Regions from separate parts of the Mus musculus genome. Here region 2 is linked to region 1. A link is a contact called in public Micro-C data. All regions are on one chromosome and are shown on one strand. Each heading gives the region's core, a stretch centred on a gene start, on an enhancer-like site or on the middle of the called end of the contact. The rest is flanking DNA. Distances are from core to core; before and after follow the strand shown.

Evidence for each region. A called contact is a pair of places that touch in the nucleus more often than the background predicts.
Region 2: a contact with region 1 is called in a Micro-C map of muscle stem cells, with 5 times the contacts expected there. The contact joins the promoter of 1700086L19Rik here to the enhancer-like site in region 1. A contact is called at or near these places in 5 of 39 promoter capture datasets (embryonic stem cells, frontonasal cranial neural crest, maxillary cranial neural crest and 2 more), 17 of 484 Hi-C or Micro-C datasets (the AML12 cell line, cerebral cortex, cortical neurons and 8 more) and 4 of 115 datasets of contacts at active chromatin or transcription factors (embryonic forebrain, embryonic hindbrain, embryonic midbrain and 1 more).

What each region holds. Positions count from the first base shown.
Region 1 is chr12:73,723,851-73,729,928 of GRCm38.p6, forward strand. All of the region lies in intron 10 of Prkch (protein kinase C, eta), which reads left to right. Among named protein-coding and RNA genes, the nearest start is that of Gm34189, 55 kb to the right of the region's middle. Within about 2 kb of position 2,656, at least 37 of the 459 cell types and tissues checked have an H3K27ac peak or open chromatin away from gene starts, as enhancers often do. A contact at or near this core is called in muscle stem cells, where this site is marked.
Region 2 is chr12:74,281,986-74,288,063 of GRCm38.p6, forward strand. It overlaps 1700086L19Rik (RIKEN cDNA 1700086L19 gene), which reads left to right and starts at 2,291. Exons shown (of 4, transcript NR_030735.1): 1 at 2,291-2,471; 2 at 3,530-3,653.

The DNA.
Region 1 (6,078 bases), core at 1,406-3,905:
TCTCTGTTCAGGAGAAACTTGAAAACTGGAGAGCCGGTATCTTATTCTCCTTATGGTGTTGAGGTAACTCTTAATCGTGAAAATGAAGGCAGAGGGGGATGAGGAGTGAGGCTTAAAGGTTCACGTGGCCTGACTCCTTCGGGCCTCTCTCTCCTCAGAACCCTGCACTGATGCAAGGGCAAGCTTGCTCCTCTAGGTTGAACGCCATACTTCCGTCTGCTCTGTGAATGTTGTTCTAGAGAACATTGTCATTGCAGTCGACGGTGTTTCCGGTGAGGCGGCATCGATCCACTTCCTGAAGCTTCCTTTCAGTTTCTTCTATCTGTGGCTCAATTCTAATTTTCAATTCAATTCTGATTTTCACCTATTTCACTTACTCTTGAACTCAGGCCCCCATGTTCATAGTCTAACTGATATATATCTGACTTTGAAGGGAGAACTCTTAATCAGGATAGATTAAAGTGCTATTTTTGTTCTGCGGATTTGTTTAATGGGACACTTTTAATTCCATCAGGCTCCTGACTGGGACCAGAGTCTTAAGGGTGAGGCTCTGAAAGCCAAGTGCTTGGAATTCATCCAGAGTCAAGGGCATATACTGAGTCACAGAGAGTGTGAATTAGATGCATGCAGGAATCTAATAATCAACTGAGGAACTTGAGACAGCTCTGTTTATCATGTGTGTCCCAAGATGGCCTTTATAAGAACTGAAATGCTCTCTCTTGAAGATTCCTCTGAGCTGTCTAAATAAAATTGTTGGTTGGATAGTTGGTTGGTTTGGGAGGCTTTACCTCCTGGGTGTGTGTGGCTTCTTGTTCAGCAAGTCATAAAGATGATACCATTGGCAAGTCCTCACCAAGTAGGATCTCAGAGAAAAGGGGAAGAACTCTCTCCAACATGAATTTCTCTCTTTCCATTGACTAAATCCATGGGGTAGATCAGAAGACAGGCTGGCTATGTGTTTTATAGCTTTTGTGCAGAGGGAACAAAGCCTATGTCCTGGGAGACTCAGCTGCAGAAGGCTCTGCTCTTGTGCTTTTGGTGTAGAGACTGTTGCTGGCCAGAGCCCTTACATCAAAACCAAGGTGAGCTAGAGAGCAGGCAGTCATGGAATCAGCAGGCAGTCATGGAATCAGCAGGCAGTCATGGAGTCAGCAGACAGTCATGGAGTCAGCTTTGACAGAGGAGAAAAACATTCTGGTTACCAGGGACCCAGATGGTGCATTAATACTTTCTATGTAACATGGATGTTCTTCCAAAATCAAACAGAAAAGCCAGAAAAATAAAAAGGCATACAGGGCACATATAGCAAGCAGCACAGGAACCTTTTTCTATCATGCTCCATAAACTGTATTAAAGGAGAATTCAGCCATCTCTTAACATTTCAACTGCAAACCACTCAGCCCTATGTTACACACTTGCTTTGATGTCTCTAACCAAGTATGGAATGTATTTGTGATTTATTGGGTAAAGAGGAATTACAGCAATTTAGATCCTGATGCCTGCTGACCAAGTTTCACTCAAACACCGAGTATATCTCAACACCCATTCTACCATGTGAGAGCCTGATTGTATCAAGTCTTTTGCAGCCCTTGGCAGACTGCAATCAGTGTTCACTCCTAAAGGGCTGTTACTTCACTGCCCCATTTTCCAGATGTGAACCAGCCTACAGAGGCCAACAGTCAGACCTGGCATGCTGACTTCTCTTACACTCACAGAGTATGGTATTAAATTTTGACCTTTCCTGAAAATCACCTTTGATATCTCTTCAGAAAAACTTGCTTCTGCCTTGTTTGTCTTTTTTTTTTTTTTTTTTAGCTCATAAGACTGTGGACATCTGTCCCAGGACAAGCACTCTAACAGAGCTTGCTATTCCCAACTCGTTCTTAAACTTACAGTTCAGTGAGGTTAACTCTATCCCTATAGGGACGGTTCTGTTAAACTAGACCCTGAATACAGCAGCTGACTCTCTGTGAAGATAAACTTCTCACACATTGCTTACCTCTTTTCTCAAGAGCAGGATCAGGGGTATTGGGGCCTGGTTGGTTCAGATACTTATGTGGTCTGAACTTAGTTGGGTGTGGCTTTGCTTAGCAAACCCTTGGTGAGATCACTCTGAGGAACGTTGCTTCCTTGGCTAGAGATTCACTAGGAATTTGCTTGCAAATCAGTTCTGTGTTGGATCTATGGCAGATGTTTCATGCCTGAGTCATTCTGCTCTGCAGTTCTCCCCTTCTGGAAAACTGGGTCAATGTCTCTGGTTCCCATCTCCCCGGCCTCCCTTTCTCCTCGCCATCTTTTATGAGCCAACTTGCGAACTCCCCAGATAATCTCTCATTTGAGCCCGGAGTTTTGTAGTCTTACCTCACCTGTTTTAGGCTGCATTTCCATATTTGCATTTTTCCTCTGTGTTCAATCAGAAGAATCTCTTTGAAGAAAGGTGAGAGTCAAACTCAGTAGCCCTGTTAATTAACACTTTCTCTTCCAATGGCATCATTCTTTCCACTGAGAAGCAGTTTCGTTCCTTCTTCACTTGCTACACAGCAAGGATGGCCACCTGTTGCCATCTGTCATTCAGAAAGGACCAGACACAGAGGTGCTCAGAGTGTGAGTAACTTCCATGGGAAATTTTGGCTCTGAGCTCTCCCCAGAACTTTTTAGTCATAAGCCTGACTCCCTTCTTGCCCGACTTTGCTCATTCAGAGACTACTCCTCCATTGTCACCAGACAGTGACCAACGTTCCGTATTCTTTTTCCAAAAATGTATGGAGAACTCACGGTTTCCAGCTAAGTGGACTTACCTGACATACTGCCTCTACTCAGTCTCCCCTTTCCCACAAGAAAACACTTGGCCTTTTCACTTCCCCTGAGCAACCCTTAGAGACCACTTTGTGTTCAGTAACCATCGTCTCATAGCCAAGGACAGACGTAAGGTTGAACAAAACCAATAATATTCCCTGGTGGAGGACACAGTACAGTGATGGAGGCAGTTGTCAATCAAGTCTGTCCAATGCCGGGATGCAGGGAAATGCAGTGTCCTGGTTGAGAATTTCCCCAGGGCGAAGGGTCTGGCTAGGGAGAGATGGAAGATCTTCTTAGGAAGTAACTCTTAGGCTCACGTCACTAGTGAGGAAGAAGAAAAGTATCTTTTAGGCTGAAAGAACAGCAACTGTAGATGCCCAGTATCAGGAAGAGTGGTGAGTTCTAAGGCTTTTAAGGGATGTGTAGTTGGAACCAGTGAGGCATATTTTCTCACAGTTAGCACTCCATTATCCCAGAGTCATCTGATGACTTTAAAATTTTATTAGACGTACCTCATAAATAGTTTATTTAAGAGTTAGGTAAGCTGGTCATGTTGCCAATCCCTGGAGGAACCAACCAGTCACTGTGTGTTTCTTGCATCCAGGACACCCAACAATAGGATTTTTACACCCCAAAGATTACCTAAGGCCAGCTTTGTTTTTACAGGTGAGGAAACTCAGGTCTCAAACATGCAACCAGCAAATTGCTTCACACAGCAGAGGCTCTGTCAGGATGGGTTGTCTGCAGTTTGTAGTCCCATGTCCAGAAACTGAAAATAGGATTAATTTTTAACTTCCTGCTCATTGATGAGTTAATCAGGTGTTCTGAGGCATCCATTGGGGCTCCATTTCATCAAGGGAAAATCTAGTCACAGCAAGAGCAGGTCAGGAACACAGTGTGCCACGCACCGTGTGAGAAGGGTTAGCTCTGCAATGAGTGTGGTAGGGTCCTCTCCTTGGTGGCTTTGTCTGTAGGATGAGATAGACAATCCACAGACCACTAATAGCAGGTAGAGCCCAAAACTGGAGCATGCCCAGTATGTCAGTTCCATTTCATATTACACTCTCAAAATACCTCACAAAAAGAACTCAGAGAGGGGAAGAATTTGTCTAGTTCATGGTTAGCTTTTGACCGTCATGGTGGAGGAGGCACGATGGAATTCATGGCAGCTTCATCTGGGTGGTGGTAGCTTGCCCCATGGCTTGTTCATATTGTTCCAGGCAGATTAGGGAGCAGAGAGCTGTGGCCATCAATACTCACCTCTGGTGAGCCACTTTTATAAGCTAGGCCATTTTCCCAAAGGTCCCACAGTCCCTCAAGATAATGCTACCAGCTAGAGACCAAGTGGTCCATGCACTGGCATGTGTCTGTTGGGGGGCAGTTGCAATTGCCTTTACAGAATACCCAAGGTATCTTGAGAATACAGGGAATGCCATTCAACGTGAGACATTCAGGCAGACTTCATGGAGGAAGCGACATCTGAGGTGAGTGTGGACCGTTACAACTGAACAAGGATAAGGATAGCTTTGTGGCTGTGGAAAGGGACCACAAGAGAGCCAAGCAGAGAAGCAAAAAGATAGATGGTGACCAGATAGGTAGAAACTAACGTACAGGAATTGTGGTAGTACCAAAGCCTAAAGGTTGAGATACAGGGGAAGAGGGTCCCCTGGAGACAGCAGGAATGAAACTGTAAACGGCTTGAAATGTTTGGCTTCTGCATCTTTTAGGATTCGGCACCATTACCAGTCACAGGAAGCCTAAAAATGCCAATTACTTAAGCCATATAGAAACATGATTGTCTTGTAAAACTCAGGGTCAGCCCAGCTCGGCCCCAGAAGCTCCACAGACTCCTGTGGGACCCGGAGGTCTGAGTATCCAGTTCTGACACCTTCATGGCCATCTTAGTCTACAATACTAGCTAAGAGTCCTGGGACTGCTTTGACTTCAAATCCAGGTAGTCAGAAGGGCTGAAGGGCGCTGTTCCAAACTGGGTATGCTCCCTTCTTGAAGGTATACATAATGTATATCATGGGGTTTGCTGGAAGTTGGCTATATGACTGCCCCAGCTGCAATAAAGACTGAGAAATACAGTGTAATGTTTCAAGAAATCATCTCCAGCTAAAGTCCAGCCTCTTGTTGTTAAGAAGGGAGACCATAGTTATGAGGTGAGAAAAAGTATGGACACTGTCTTTCCCAGGGGGTTTAGACTGAGCAGTCTGTGTGACAGGAGTACATTTTCGTCTTGCATGTGTCAGGAGGTAGTGGTCCATGTGGACATGTGCATGGTGGGTGGCAACCCACGGGGTTTCTGTCTGAGCCAGTTACAGTCTTGTGACCTAAGTAGGTTTCTATCTGAGGCAGTTACACTCTTCCTGCTGAGAACTTAATGCTGACCTAACTTTTATTGTAATGTTGAGACAGTCCATGTATTCTTTTTCCCCATTAATTAATTTATTCACTTTATATCCCTACTGCAGTCCCCTCACCTTCCAACCTCTCCCCCCCACCCCCCAGCTCACAGCTCCCTGTCCCCTCTACTCCTCCCCTTCTCCTCTGAGAGGAGATTAGGCACCCAGCTAGGAAAACAGGATCCATAAGCATGCAATAGAGTCAGGGACCACACATGAACATCAAACTGCACTTTTGCTACATATGTGCAGAGGGCCTAGGTCCAGCCTACGTATGCTCTTTGGTTGGTTGTTCAGACTCTGAGAGACCCCAAGGGTCCAGGTTAGTTGATTCTTGGTCTTTCTTCAGAGTTCTTATCCCCTCTGGGTCCTTCAATCCTTCTTCCCCCAACTCCTCCACAAGACTCCTTGAGCTCTGTCCAATGTCTAACTGTGGGTGTCTGCACCTGTGTCTGTTAGCAGTTGGGTGGATCCTCTCTCAGAGGACACGTATGCTGGGCTCCTGTATGAAAGCACAACAAAGCACCAACAATAGTGTCAGGGATTGGTTTGTGCTCATAGAATAGGTCTCAAGTTGGGCCAGCTATTAGCTGGCTACTCCCTCAGACTCTTCTCCATTCCTGTCTCTGAACCTCCTTTAGGCAGGACAAATTCCAATTTCCCTGAACCTCCTTTAGGCAGGACAAATTCCAATTGGAAGGTTTTTGTGGGCCTTCTTTCTGTATTCTTTCTGCTAATAATTTGAGTGATTTTCTGTGAACCTGGCCAGCGGATCCAATCCTGGTTCTGGATACCTGGGCAAATTGCTGAAGGCTCCAAGCCTTTTTTAACCCACTATCCACACACGTAGAGCCAGTGTCTCTGTAGGATG
Region 2 (6,078 bases), core at 1,041-3,540, 560 kb after region 1:
TTCAACTCAGAGGACTCACACTCAGTTCAGATGACTGGCTTAAGGGTGTTAGTAAAATATCAGAGTGACTCTGGGTTGAATACTTCCTGGGTGGCTAATGGAGACCAGACAGTGGTCTTCAAAGAGGAAACAAAGTTGGTGCCTAAGAACAGTGCTTCACTAAGTTTTCCCACCCCCTAGCTGAAAAATGAAGGCAGCTCCTGGCTTCCCTCATAGACTGGGTAGAGCCCTGACAGCTACCAGCTGAGGAAACCAGAGATCTGGAGGTATCCCCACTGACCACAGGCTCTGTGCTCTCTGGCATGTACCTGGAGCTGTATGCTACGTGCCGGGCACTCCCTATTATCCTGAGGGAACTCATTTAGAGTATGGCAGCAGTACTCTAGGGTGGATTGGGGAGTGTGAGTTGGGCTGTAATTGCGAAAGCTGCAATGAGAATGTATTTAAACAGCATCTTGCAGGCTGAATGGGAGGAAGCCAGGTGAGAGGGAGGCAGGCACGTTAAACAAGAAATATCATTCACATAACTCAGGAGACCTTGGCACCTTCTCCAAACATGGTAGAGGAGAGTCCAGTGCGACTGGAACTGAAGGTCAAAGGTATAGCGAGTCCCAGGGAAGGGCTAGAGAAGGAAAGAGATGGCAGCCCCATTTTAGTCTCTTGCTGCCCATAGTGAAGTAGCAATGTGACATACTGCTGGTTGTCTGGAGGATCACAACTGTTCTCAAAGTTCCCCCTTAGACGCATAACAGTAACTTTGTGATTATTACCTCCTTAGCCTACCTTGGCTATTTATTACTTCCTTATACATCTCCAGATTACCTCATGATCGTCTCAAACCTCAGGGCAAATACGCTTCCAGAGATTAAAGTTTGACAAAGGCATGAAGTAGGTACTGGAGACCTCTGAACTGTGGGATCATACTGTACCCCGCTAGCCTTGAAGATGGCTGCCCCCACCCCCACCCCTTAGTACTTAACCCAGTGCTATGCAGCAGCAGCCTGGCTTGGATCTAAACACAGTATTTCTTTCTAAGTGAGTCCCAGGGGTGCTGATTTCCATCCTGGCCCTGGCCCTGGCCCAACTCTCTAGGGAGCCAGGGAAATTCTGTACTCCTTTCTTAGGAGAAATTTATCATCAAGGGAGCATGCTAAGCAGAATTTCTTTACTAGGTATTTTGGTTTCCTTTCTTGAATTTGCTCATTGGCTTCTCAGATGTTCCCACTTTGAGGTTCTTGCAGTCTTCTTTTTTTTCTTTCCCCTCAATAAAATAAAACCATTTCACAACAGCCACGGTGAGGATGAGAAGCAATGGTCAAGAATACAAACAAAAACTGAATCAAAATAAGCTCTATCAAGAAATTGGAGAAGCTGCAAACCTTTGTGGAAACTACATTAAAGCAACAATGACTGAAACATATGTAGTTTCCCCAGTATCCTTTGTGGAAAGTACCCTTTTGAGGTGCATTTAAAAAGATAGATTTTATTTGCCTTTTGAGAACTTAATACAGGTATGCAATGTGTTTCGACCATATTCATTTCCCACTCCCGGGACCACTATCCCTGGAAACCCCTACATCTTTCTTCCAACTTCATGTCATTTGTGTGATTATTTTTTATAGAACATTTCATATTAATTGAAGGGTTTATTCTTCTCTCATTTAGATGAAGTCTAATGGTATAGAGGCAGAACACTAGACCATGGGAACACCCCATGGAAACACTCCCCCTCGTCTACCCGGTGCCATCCTCCCGTTTTTAGGAGGTAGCCATATAGGGTGCCCAAAGGAATTAGACTCAGGATTGAGTTTCATGGATTAATATTTCCCTCTTTCAAGTCTGTCAATTGCTCAAACCTGCTTGTAGTAACAGGAACACAGTGGGACACAGTCCCGGAGCCAAAGGATCCCTCACACCTTTAAATGCAGTTCCACCTCTGTCCCCATTCAACTTCCATGGGGACACCAATCCAGCCTCCAGTGAGTGACCGTTTTCTGGGACGCGAGACTCCTCTTAACGCTCAGGCCCGCGACGCTCCCGCTCCCGTGTCGCCAGCTCTCCTGGACCAAGTCAGTGTGACCCGTGGCTGGACCCCTCGTTCTCAGCCTTCCTTCCCGGTAGAGCTCCCAGTCTGGCTCTCAGTAGCCCCCTCTGGCGCCCGAGACCTTCAGGAAAGTTGCTTCGGGCGGTGGAGGGGCGTCATCGCCTCCTAGCAACGCTCCTAGCAACCGGATAACATCTGCTCCCTTTGGTCCAATGCGCGCCTAGAAAAGCCGCGCGCCCGCCTCGCGTTCTGAGCCGGAGCGAGAGGCGCTTCAGAGAAGGAGGGACCGACCTGCAGGAGCCGGCCGCCCCGCCGAGCTGCAGTCGCTGCCGCCGCCGCTGTCGCTGTCGCTGTCAGAACCCGTCCGAAGAGTGACACCTTCGCGAAAAAACAGGAGCTGTGAAACATTTGCACACGCAGTCTTCGGGTAAGTGGACCCCTCTCAAGGTTTGCCAGGACCCCTCCAGCCAGGCATCTGACCCGAGGCCCAGAGAAGACGCGTTCCCTACGGCTGGAGGTTAGGGACTTGGCCTCGGATCCCACCCTGCCCCCAGCCACTGAAAAGTGACTAGCCACTGGTCCCGAATAACTTGATTTGATTTTTTAAATGCCAGGATTGGATATTGAGACTCCCCCTCTGTTCGCTACTGTCTGTTAGTGCTTAGAAGTTTTCCACCTTCCTTGATTTTGCTTTGCCTGGCTGCCCGAGGCTGGAGAGCTGGAGGCAGCTCCCAAAGGCAGCCCGTGGTTATGGATAAAACGACACGAAGTAGGCTCCACGAAATTCAGTCAACACGGGCTTCTGTTTTAGGTCCTCATCTGGAAAGGGTCCAGCTGGCCAGGAGCAGTGGTTCACTGGTCCTCAGCCTCCTGAGCAGTAACCATAGTAACTCACCTCTCTAGATGGGATCGTCCTTATTGGATGCCCGTCTTCCCTTGGAAAGCCCGTCTCTCTAAATATAGAAGATGATGAGATCCGTGAGCACACAGCCATGCAGACTAGGTGTGGTTAAACGGAACCCTTTGCTGAGAACTATCTTCAAACGTGGAGCAGCTACTTCAGACCTTGCCAGAAAGAGTCAGTATGTCAGAGAAAGAACAAGTTATGGTGTTTTGAGTTAATTGCTTTGTTATTTTGGAGGGTGATGCAGCCTAAAATTATACAAGAGCTGGCTGTGATTTTTTTTTTAATCACATTTCCCCAAAATAACCGCTCGAGTAAATCACTGACAAGATGAACTATTGTGCACTTTTCAGATCTCTTAGGGGGAGTTGACGTCGCTCCTACTTAAACTTAAGTGATCCTGAGTTTGAAGGTTTATCTTTCTTTCTAAACCATGTCCCAGATCGGCCCCACCTCAAACGTCTCAGTGCCGCCCCCCATCCCCACCCCACCCGCCTTCTCCTGCCCTGATAACTTATTCATGTCCCTGCATCCCTGATTCTTTAGAGGTGTCTTATGCCAGTATGTCTCCTTGTTTCAAGATCCCAGGTCCCCATTCATGAGCCCGAGGCTGTGAGACATGCTCCATGTGCCAAGGGGAGTTCTCACCACATCTTCCGAGGCTGTCCTAGACATACACTCTTCGGTCTGAGTCAGCATTACCAGGTAATCACCCTCCGAAGAGAAATTACTGTTTAAATATGTATCCAGAGAAATAAACGCTAATGTAGCAGCCCGGCAACTTACAGGATCAATAGAAGGGGCTGTTTGTATGGGCGGTTGCTGGGGAGAAGTCAATAAAGGTTTTCTGTAAAAAGGACATTTGTAGGCTGGCAGACTTTCCTCTCTTAGACCCCTGTGAATTGGGTGGGTCAAGTGAGGGAGCCTGGCTCCCGGAAGATGGCAAGTGGAAGCTTTCTGAGCACACTGGCAGTGTGGGTCTGGGGTGAAAGAAACCAAGAGAGAATCCTTCAAGTTGCCATAGGAGGTTGTGGGGACTCATGGAATGCTAATTTACACGGAGACTTGTGGTAGAGACCATGGAGAACTAACTACTTTCTTCCCAATTGTAAGACTGAATTTGGTGCATAAACAAATGTCCAGCTCCCTAGCACCTTGGAACTTAGTGTACTGAGGCATCTCTGGGCAGTACCCTGCCAGAGGCGACTAGCCCATCGAATGATAATGACAAATTCCAAAAGATGTACCTTCCAGTTGGAGAGGATCCATTCAGATTCCTATTCAAACACTTGCTCTGATTTCATATGGCTTTATGAATGTCATGAGACCTTGAAATCGTCCATTTAATATTAGAGGCTAAGATAATGATATATACAACACCAAATACTCTTCATTAGCTCTTAGTACCAGCCACCCTCCTCTCTTCTTCCAATAATTACCCTGTTTTATTGTGAGGAACAAATTTGTGGAGACAGATGAGACTTACCGCGGTCTTCCAGGGGTGTGTGTAAGTGTTTTGTGCATGGCTCATTCTCAGCCATGATGATTGGTTCCTGTATATATGTATTAGTTTTATAATTTATACATATATATATATCCCATTTCTTATGTAATATACATAGAAGTTTAAATCCCCTATGTCCTTAAATGCTTGAGAATGTCACTTGCTAGTCCATTGAGACAACTGTCACAATCAAAAAGTCAAAGGGCTTCTCAAAATTTAGTCTTGACTTTCATCATGAAAGTCGAATATGTAGAATATATACAGTGCAGATTTTGGTGAACATGCCTGTTTTAAAATTATCATAGTATTTAGTCCTTAATTTTTTTTAAAAAAAGTAAATGCTATGAAGATAGTAAATACTTAATCCTAATGATGTTGGTGGGTTCACAGCTACAGTGAATCTGCAGTGGCCCTCATCACTGTAGCTGCCTTCCATGCTTGCACACTCTGGGTTATAAAGAGTATGTGTGTCTGGGATATGATGCCTAGATCAAGCTCAGGGCAAACAAGGGCTTAGGGATGAAACCAGGATCTGGTGACAGCCTTGCATCTCCAGCTGCTCACTCTGCTGAAGTTTTTAGGAGCACATTAACATTCATGTTCGGACTCATGTCATGAAACTTCTGTAAGGCCTCAAAGATGCCTTGAGACACAACAGAGTCCTTGAAATCTACATCAAGGCTTCTATTCCCTGGTTCCCTGCTCGTGACTTGGTTTCAACGGGATAAACATTGGAGTCCAAAGTGTCCCTGAAAGCCAGCGCAGAGCCAGCTTAGACTGCCTGCCTGGGCAGCGCATGCTTCTGAAACTGACATGAAAACACACACATGAAGTGAAATATAAAATATACAAAAATACAAGTATAAAAATGTAAACGTAAAAATGAAAAATAGCCTTTTCAGAAACAGAGTCAGGCATGAACTGACCAAACTCAGAACTGAGGCTAAGGGCAAGAAACCTGCCTTCATGTTGGGCCTGGGGTCCTGCAGAAGCCAGTCTTGTTAAGTTTTTTATTTACATTTAATTTTGAAAAATGAGTTGTCTATTTAAATACTTCTAGTACTTTATTTCCCCCTACTGCTCTAACACAATTACTTTAATTTTTTTTCCCAGTCAAAACTATACAAAGATACCAATACAGACCCATCCAGTTTCTGCTAACAATTCTCAGTGGGAATAATGAGGGGGTGGTACTAGTGGAAGGCAGTAAGAGCTTACTAATGTTGTATTCAGTACTGTAAGAGCCTTATATTTAGAAAAAAAAAGTCCAACGATTTGCTTTCATATTTTCAAGACAGCGTCTTCCCAACAGCAGAGAGATAGGAGACTTCTCAATACTAATGGTTGAGCGGGTGGGGAAGAGATACAAGTGTGAGACTGGGAACCCTGCAGGGATGTAGTAGAGAGTCTGTGAGACTTCAGGTGCTTATCCAAAGGGCCAGGACATGAAAAAGCTGGGGACATTATCGAAGAGATCTGTCTGTACACGCTACTTGTCACGTTGGGGTGAGACAGACAGTGGCTTTGGGGGATTGCCTGAGCTTGAATGCAGTGCCACACAAGGATGTTCCATACCCATAGAAGAAAAGCATCTCACTGTTAAAGACCATTTTCTTGCTAGCGAAC